Regions from separate parts of the Salmo salar genome. Here region 2 is linked to region 1. A link is a contact called in public Hi-C data. All regions are on one chromosome and are shown on one strand. The core of a region is the stretch at or near the end of the contact, and the rest is flanking DNA. Distances in the headings are between cores, read along the strand shown. Region 1 holds the start of LOC106565407. Region 2 holds the start of LOC106565412 (coenzyme Q-binding protein COQ10 homolog A, mitochondrial).

Region 1 (4,737 bases), core at 802-3,301:
TACCTTTTTGTTGGTGACACTGTGATATATTTCAGCTGTTAAAAGGGCAAATCCACAGATGAAACAATAACAAAACGGTCGCCCTCGCCTCTGTTTTGGTAAAAAGCTGAGGGATGGGCCTGGAGAAATGTAACCACACTCAGATTAATAGATGCAAGAACTGACCATCCATGATATCAAAATTATCGTTTTAACCATGTTATGAGGTGTTTGTTTACATTTATTCCATAGTCAGCATGTATGCGCCTGGCAGCCACAAGTAGTCGCTAGAGCGCGATGGGACATAGACATCCCAGCCGGCTAAACCGTCCCCTAACCTGGACGACGCTGTGCGCCGCCTCATGGGTCTCCCGGTCGCGGCCGGCTGCGACAGAGCCCGGGATCGAACCCAGATCTGTAGTGACACCTCTAGCACTGCGATGCAGTGCCTTAGACCACTGTACCACTTGGGAGGCCCGTCAGTAATGTGTTTATGTAATAGTGATAACTAATCCTACATCATTGATATTTAGATGTTTAACTGACAGCCTACACTTCCATAGCTGGCTACGGCCTGGAAAGCTGTAAAAATATAAATTATTGAATTTGACATGGATGATAATTCATTCATTTCCAATTGTGTGACTTGTCAGTCATGCTCATAAATCTCAGATAGTATGCATTATTTTGGTCTTATGCTATGTCCTCTTCTCTGTGCTTTCTAGTATCAGAGACATCTTTACTGCTGCACAACATGGTCCTGCTCTCTGTGAACTACCCCAGCCCCTGACCAGAGGAAGAAAGCATGCAGCTGCAACCAAACTATTTGTTAAATTTATTCATTTGCTCTCAGACTACTAATTCTAATGGAACAGAAACCATTCATCTAATTTTCTCTGGACAGAGAGGCATAGAATTATACGAACTGATCAATTGTTAACATGTGGAGAATCAATGAGTCAGTGCATGGATGGCTTTGACTGTTACTGTGCTGTATGTCTTAATCCATTCCACTGTGCATGAGATGTCACACATATGGTTTCAATCACACGTACGTACACACACACACACACACTCAAGCTCTCTCACAAAAGACTATTTCCTCTGCTGCCGCACAGCAAGAGGTACCTGTGCGTCAAGTCTGACACCAACAGGCTCTTGAACAGCTTCTATCCCTAAGCAATACGACTGATAAATAGCTAACAAAATAACTACACAGACTATCTGAGTTAACCTTGTATCTTTATTGACCTTTTATTTCAATCTTTGCACTGTCTCTATGCAAACTCTCAGGGCCCTACACACTCGCGCACACTGTCACTCCAACACACACACAAACGCTCACTCCATCATTTGCTCGCTTAGGCATAATATGCACATCGATTTATACTGACTCTACACACCTGCACACCCACTTGCATACAAGTAGCTGCTACTCTGTTTATCTTGTATCCTGTTGCCTAGTCTCCCCTTACCCCCATACATATCTACCTCCATCACTCCAGTATCCTTGCACATGTAAATATGGTATTGGAACTGACTTTTTAAATATTTCCTGTATATAGTATGCTTACTTACTTAGTTATTTTATTGTGTATTTCATATGTCTTATTCTTATTTCTCATGTTTTTTTCTAGTAATACATTGTTACTGATTATTGCATTGTTGGGTTTTGAGTTTGCAAGAAAGGCATTTCACCTTACATGTGACAATAAAACTTGAAACACACACACACTTTTCCAAAATGTCCTGTTGTGGGACTGTATGTGGAGTGGAGATAGTATGGTATATGTTGTTTGTGTGTTTGTGTGTGTGTGTGTGTGTGGTACTGAAGGTGTCACTTCTTTAGTTAACTACTTAACTTTGTAAGTATGGTGCATTGTAAAATGATCAAGGGTCAGGTCAAAACACAAATTGTTTACATAACCATACCACTGGAAACGAAATATATTTTTTTATTTAACTATTTACTTGTAATTCACAATGACGGCCGAGGACCTGCCTTGTGGCAGAAGGACAGATTTTTACCTTGTCGGCTCCGGGATTTGATCTAGCAACCTTTCGTTTACTAGCACACCGCTCTAACCACTGGGCTTGTTCTTTGTTTTACCTATATAAAGATTCTAATCATGGACCAACAAACAAAAAAATACGTAGCGTGATACTTCATGTGTATATGACACTATGAGATGTATAACCTTTTGTCTGCATCTGTGCTGATCAATATATGTCCACTTTAAATCCTTGATTCACCAACTATGAGATCAACAATGTGTCAAGTGCTGCTCCGAAGCTCAGCAGTTTTTCCGGAAATAACTCGACTTTCCTGTTGTTCTTGAAAATTCAACAGATGATATAATGGCATTCGGTAAAAACAACTGTTCCTGTTTCGGGGATTATTGTGTTTAACAGGTAGGCTAAAATCAGCAGTAAGGCAATTACTCTCCGCCTCTTCTCAATATATGTAAGATATGAAATCGTGTTCAAAGTGATATCCTGTCGTGCCATTGGGGAAGACCATACAAGGTCGTACATTATATTCATCTTCACCTTTGTCAGTTTAAGTGTGTTCACTATGGTGTTCCCATCTTTAAAATGCCTGGACCAAAATTAGCCCAGATTGGACTTTATCTCCACTTCGTGTACAGTAGATTAAATCAGTGAAAACAACGTCTGAAGCTAGGAGAACACGTGCTTTGTTTTCAAGAACTACAGTCGGCTATGTTAAATGTAATGACAGAACATAGCATATGTAGGTTTCCAAATACAACTCTAAAAGATAATCACAGAAGTCCTATACACTTCAACATGTAATTTAAGTGGTCATTTGTAGGTTGGCTATATCAAACATGTATGGAACTTTAAACATGACCTTATAGAAAGCCTGTACAAGACATGCACATGTAATGACATTGTCTGTGTTTTCTTGGTTTGTTATGAATGTGTTATTAGTGCTTTCTGTTTGAGTTCCTTGTAGAGAGTAAGAGTGCATGTACAGTTTACAATTTTTGTCACAAATCGAGTAGAATATGCCTCTTGAAAAAGACAAATGTTATTGATTATGTCTGGGGGGAAAAATGTGTTTGAAATACCAAATATCAGTTGTAATTAGTACATTTAGAGCCAGGTATTATTAAAAGTGTTCACTGATGTCTATATGTATTTGACTTTGCACGTAAAGAGACCCCACAGATGTGTTTTGTAGGATAGGACTCCATTCTCTCCCCTCGACTTGGTTCCCTTTTTCCTTATTACTTCCTTCTTTAGACTCAATTTGAGGGAAGGGAACTATACATGACACATTGCTGACAAAAGCATAACATGCTATAGCTTTACAAAGCTTTAGCATTTTACAATCACAGGAGCAGAAGTCCCTCCTCAAAATCAATTTTTCGGACTGGAACATTATCATTTGTCATGTACATTGTAATGTACGGGTCTCTTTCAGATGGCTTTGTAAAGATCCCTGTGCTTATGAGATGGAGGAGGCGTACACAGAGCTGTACAGGGAATTCCTCCAACTGCGCTTGCTGTGTCTGAAGCAGGCTGCTTTACTCAAGAAACTCACAGAGAAACTGAGGACACAGCAAGGTCACTCCCATTTCCTTGTTGTAGTACCAAAAATGATATACTTCTCATGCCATGCCTTTTCTGCAGGTTCTTATCTTTGTGTTACGATGAGTGTCAAAATCAGTGAATTCATTGCATATATACAATATCAATTAATCTAGTAGGCTACATTTACATTTTTGTCATTTAGCAAACTGATCTTATCCTGAGCGACTTACAAGACATTCAAGATGTTTGACAGACTTATACATGCTTATTCCTTCCTTAGGAGGAGCCCCTGTTCCTGATGGAGACTCCAGCGTAATGGCATCAATCCCAATCCAGTTCACCAAGAAGAGCTCTGGTGCTCTCCCTGCATGGCCAGAAACCCCAATGGTCCCAACACACAACCCTGCTGCACACTATGGCATTATAAGGCCATCTGGGGCCATGGGGTCACTCACTAATCTACTGGCGGGGGATTTGGGCAGACTACGGCTGGACTTTGCTCATCCAGGGACAGAAAGGAAGGAGGTCCTTAAAGCCACCCCCCTAGGACATTTGGACCTACCTTGGGGTAATAGAGAGATGGCACCCTCCAGTGTCTCTGGGGACTTGAAGGAAGCAGGTCGATTTTGGGGTGATGATATGACCCGACAAATGTTCAGGGTAGGTTTCTTCCCTTGAATTTTTTGTTTTATCTTTTTTGACGAGTCATGTCATTAAACATAACATCTGTTTGTCCTCTCCCTCCCCCATCCCTGTGCCTCCCCTAAAACCTCTCTCTCCTCCCCCCTGCTCAGATGCCCTCGGCATGTGGCTCCTTCCTGGACAGTGAGTTTCTGAGCCAGACCGGGGAGATGATGCTGATGTCAGAGGTGGCGCTGCAGTCTCATGTGTGTGACTTCTGTAATGCTGTATTCCCCGGCCACACCACCACCAGGGGGGACTTCATGTGCCACCTCCACACACACATCACCTAGAACATTATTTCTCAACCAGGGGTACTTGGCTTATCCACATGGGGTACTTGAGAAGACCGATGAGACCATAGGCTTACTGGTAAAATGCACATGAGGGGGTAATTCAGGGGTACTCCAGGCAGAGCAAAAAACTGTTTGTGTTACAGTAACCGAAAATAGTTGGGAACCACTGACGTAGAACACTGCTTCCCTGCACCACCTCCATCACACACACATCACCTAGAAC
Region 2 (4,737 bases), core at 1,165-3,664, 180 kb before region 1:
AGGGGATGTTTTGATTAAAGGCTCAGTGCAGTCAAAAACGTGATTTCCTGTGTTTTATATTTCCACACTGAGGTTGGAATAAAACTGAAAATTATAATAATACCATTTTAGTCTAAGAGCTGTTTGAAAAGACAACCTGACATTTCAGTCCGTTTTGGTGGGATGGAGTTTTGGCCTGCCTGGTGACATCACAAAAATGGCTGCAATGGACCTTTAAATTAATCAGCATTTAGCCATGTCCACTGAAGCAGAAGCACAGATGCAATCTCTACATTACCCAATGATTCTTCGTTCTGAATACTGTTTCCTCTTGTTGGCCAGACTAAGGAAGGTTCTGCTAGGGGGAATGATAGTTGTCCTCCTGTCCAAATGGATAAGAATCCTGGGGGTCCTGGTCATAAGGATGCCACAAGATGTCACATATCTGTTGGTCCAAGAATGATCAGTCACGGACTTGCAAAACACCACTTTAAAACACTGGTTTATTGCATTCTAATAAACCCCATCAATAAGACCCTTGTTATACAATGTTACCAGTTGAAACCCAACAGAGACCCAAATTACCGTAAAACGTTAATTAAACGCTTGTCTCAAATAGCCTCATGTCCCTTTTAATAGCCGGACAACATAACACATTTCTGCAAATAAACAATGGTTTTAAATAAATGCCAGGTCTAAATGAATTGTTAACGAGGTAACCATGAATTGTTTAATGTTAGATTTTTTTTTACATTGAATAGTTCAGTAATGACTTGAAATAATGATGGCAAGCATCTTATTATCGCCAGTAAGAAACTTCTAGCCATTTTGGGGCGGAAGGTAGCATAGTGGTTAGAGCTTTGGGCCAGTAACCGAAAGGTTGGTGGATCGAATCCCTGAGCAGGCAAGGTCAAAATCTGTCATTCTGCCCTTGAACAAGGCACCCACTGTTCTAGGCCTTCATTGTAAGTAAGAATTTGTTCTTAACTGACTTGCCTAGTTAAATAAAATTAAAATAAATTAAAATAGGCTGCTAACAGCTGAGAACTGCTAGCTAACTGGCAAGCACAAAAACAAATAACTACTTCGTGACTACAGACCCCTAGAAAACGTATGGTCGTCTTCTAGTGGCGAAAGTAATAACTGCCCAAAATGCACAGTCAAAGGATAATAATTATTGTTAAGAGCTTTTAAAAAATAAAAAATATGATAACACTGTGCAGGAAATGAATACATGTATTAAATTGCTGGAAGTGAATGCTGGAATTAAACATTTAACTATGCAAATTAATAAAAGCTGTACGCATTAAGGAAATATAAGCCTGTCCAATAAGCGCCTGTTGTGTTCAGTGATTTAAGCAACTAAAGCCCGGGCTATTAATTGAAGTTTCTTGGTGTGTACTTTGTAACCGCACCATCATCACCCCTACCCCACTCGCTTACCTGATTGGCTGTTGAAGCCGTATTCTTGGCCCCAACACTGTATTCAACCGGTTTTTGCCAAATGTAGAGACATCTCGCAACTCACTGAATGTCCGTATGCCTATAGGCAATCGAAGGGTGGTCACAGTCGCCAACCCAGCCATTTGTTATTTTATAAGAGAGTGATGACTGGCAACAACAATCTAACCTAGCTAGCTCATGCTACACAGCCAAGCTATGGGAGCTATAGGATGGTCGCTACTAGAAAGCTAACTGGCTGATGCTATACACATTTACGTGTAATTAGTAACGTTAGTTCAATAATGTCAAATGTCTAGCTAATGCTATACACATGTACGTATAATTAGTAACGTTAGTTCAAAAACGTAAAATGTCTAGCTAGTTAAACAAGTAGTTTGTAACAGGACAATGTTTGCTAGCTAACGGTAGCTAGCCAGGTAGCCACCAGTTAACGTTAGCTACCTAACTAACATTTCAGAAATGTCATTTATCGCTTTCTAGCCTCAATCGAATGAACTGCCATAACTGCCATCTTCTTCCTCCTTTTTTATTACTTTATACGTCCAGCTCAACTGGTGGCAAGTAGTATCTATTATATTGACAAGATAGTCGATTGACCCCTCTAACAATGGAAATACATGTCCGCAAGCAGGTGGGAACATACGCGCGTGAACAAGAAACACAACTCTCATATAACATTGCCGGAATGCCATGCGCGTCCACTTTTATATCGGTACTTCGTAAAAACCTAAACATTACGAAACTTATGTTCGATCAAATAAGCTTCACGTAGTAAATTCGCAATTACATTTTGTGTTAACCAAGTTCGAGACTCATAGACCTCCATACCAAAAATCCCCACTTGGTCTGCTTATCAATGTATTCTCGCGCTGACATATTTTGAGCGCGGAGTTGATCCTCTCGCTTCGGCTTTTCCTCTTTGCTGATAGTCACGTAACGTTATGCTGCATTCATAACCAAGTGTGAATGTGGGACTACATGACTAGGAAAAATCTTCTTGAACTCCTCCAATTGGTAATAGAGATAAATAGCAATGGCGTCTTTTTGTAAGAACCAGCAATTGTTCGTTGGAGAAAGCCTATGAGGAAAGTTAATGGCGTTTTTGTAGAGTTTTTGGATAATCCCCGAAAATAAGGTCAGTAGTAAACACAGGTTTTGGAGATTTTATATGTTTATGTGCTTTATTACAGGTGACAATTTTAGGACTCATCACTGCATTCTCTACTAGAAAGTTTTTTGGCCGTCTTTGATGTCACTTAGGTTGATACATTGCTATGTTTTCATATATAAAGCACTTTTACATCATTACTAAACTTTAGACACAAGTTACCACACCGGTCTTGGGGATGGCTAAATCTAGAAATGAATTTGGTCTCTACTGAGTTAGGTAAATCAGCTTTTAGTTTTCTTGCACCTTATTTGTGGGACAACCTTCAAAATGTTCTTAAACCATGTTCTGGTGCCTCTAGTGCAATACAGGAAGCTGTTTGAGGACCTTATTACTGATTAATGTTTTTTTTTTTTATGACCATGTTTTTCTTTCTGCTTGCATTTTGTATTTATATTTTGCTTTGTCTCTATTTTCTCAAATTGATGTAATTCAGGGCTCATCTGTAAAAGAGACATTGGTCTTAGTATGACTCCCTGACAACGTAAAAAAAAAAAGTTTTGTTCTATGAGATAGTCTACATCAGTTAACATCATTTTTTGTGAATTTTTAAGAATTGATGTAATAATAAAAAAACACATTCATAGAGGTTGTGTAAACCTCAGACCTTATTTTCTGTGTTTATTCCAAAATCCTATTTTCCCCATAGGGATGGCTTATTTCCGGCTTTTAGGACTACAAGCTGGCAAGCTCTATTACTAGTAGGAAACTTGTCTATCATTCCTGAGAACTGACTTCTCACCTACTAAGGAAATTACATTGACTTTTATATCAGACGGTGTCAGAGGAATGCCCAAAAAATTGCATAAGACTCCAGCCACCCAAGCCATAGACTGTTTACTTTGCTACTGTACTGCAAACGGTACCGGAGCATCGGCTCTCGGACCAACAGGCTCCGAGACAACTTCTACTCCAAGCCATAAGACTGCTAAATAGTCTATTGATGGTACCAAAACTATCGGCACTGACTCTATCTTGCGCTGACCTTACGCACACTCACTAGACTTTATATACACACTCACTCACACACACTATGCTGTCAATCCTACACAAATCCCTCACACATTCAAACACTACACACACACACACACAAGCATACACAATTTTACATGAATCATTTGCTGCTAAAACTCTGTTCTTTATTTTACTCTTATCATTATCGATCCGGATGCCTGGTCACTATACCCTGCCTGGTCACCTTGTACCTCTGCACATTGATGTGGTACTCCCTGTATATAGCTCTATTCTTGTGTATTTTATTTTATTTATGTCATTCCTCTTGTGTTAGTTACTATTTTATTTATTACTATTTTTTAAACTCAGCATCTTTGGGAAAGGTTCGTAGGCAAGTATTGAATTGTAATGTCTACACCAGTTGTATTCAGCTCATGTAATAAATACAATTCTATTTGATTGATAACAGCATTTTCTGCAGTTAAATGAAACGAACATATTATTTATGAAAAGCAATCAATGAATGTGTTTTGAACACTGTAATTTGTTTAAAAGCATAATATCTGTGTACTTTCAGTTTATGGTTCACGCTGCTTGTTGGACGTTAGCCAATCAGCGTTTCTTAACGCGTTCAAAGCACCTGAATGCATCCAACTACTTCACAACCTTACCACTTGGTTATGAATGCAGCATTTGATTATTCTGAAATGTCATCATGACTAGATTAGGCCACTCCCACTTAAATGAGGTAAATAGCTGCTAATCACGTGATTTATTAGTTTATTTTGGCAATGAATGTACTTATCACTATAATCAGGCTTCCATCCAATCCTTTTATGCTAATAAAGTACATGTCGGATAAAAAATGGAAACATACCATTTTTCGGTAGACAAATGTCGACAAAACAAAGTGCGCTAGACAAGGTGGGATCGTTTTGTGTAGGTAAAATGAATTATGCGAGAAATGTTGGTGGAAACGCTTTTACGCACAAATGTTGATATAATAACCATCATATCCGCGCGATGACATGTTGTGTGGTCCTCCGTCCCACTACAACTCGTCGGGAAAGCATGCAGTTTATTAGGCTACAGATTAAATAAATTAGCTATGATGAACTCACAGGGTTGAAAGTGCAAGGTGATTCTCTTGATGCGCCTTTCCAATAAATATC

Evidence for each region. Hi-C and Micro-C count contacts between places; a contact is called where the count stands out from the background.
Region 2: a contact with region 1 is called in a Hi-C map of muscle, with 5 times the contacts expected there. The contact joins the promoter of LOC106565412 here to the promoter of LOC106565407 in region 1. A contact is called at or near these places in 2 of 3 Hi-C or Micro-C datasets (gill and muscle).

The regions. Positions count from the first base shown.
Region 1 is chrssa12:60,266,138-60,270,874 of Ssal_v3.1, reverse strand. LOC106565407 reads left to right here and starts at 2,051. Exons shown (of 4, transcript XM_014132504.2): 1 at 2,051-2,391; 2 at 3,428-3,570; 3 at 3,818-4,197; 4 at 4,332-4,737. The coding sequence starts at 3,459. The coding sequence ends at 4,511.
Region 2 is chrssa12:60,448,471-60,453,207 of Ssal_v3.1, reverse strand. LOC106565412 (coenzyme Q-binding protein COQ10 homolog A, mitochondrial) reads right to left here and starts at 2,414. Exons shown (of 5, transcript XM_014132523.2): 1 at 2,272-2,414; 2 at 278-424. The coding sequence starts at 399.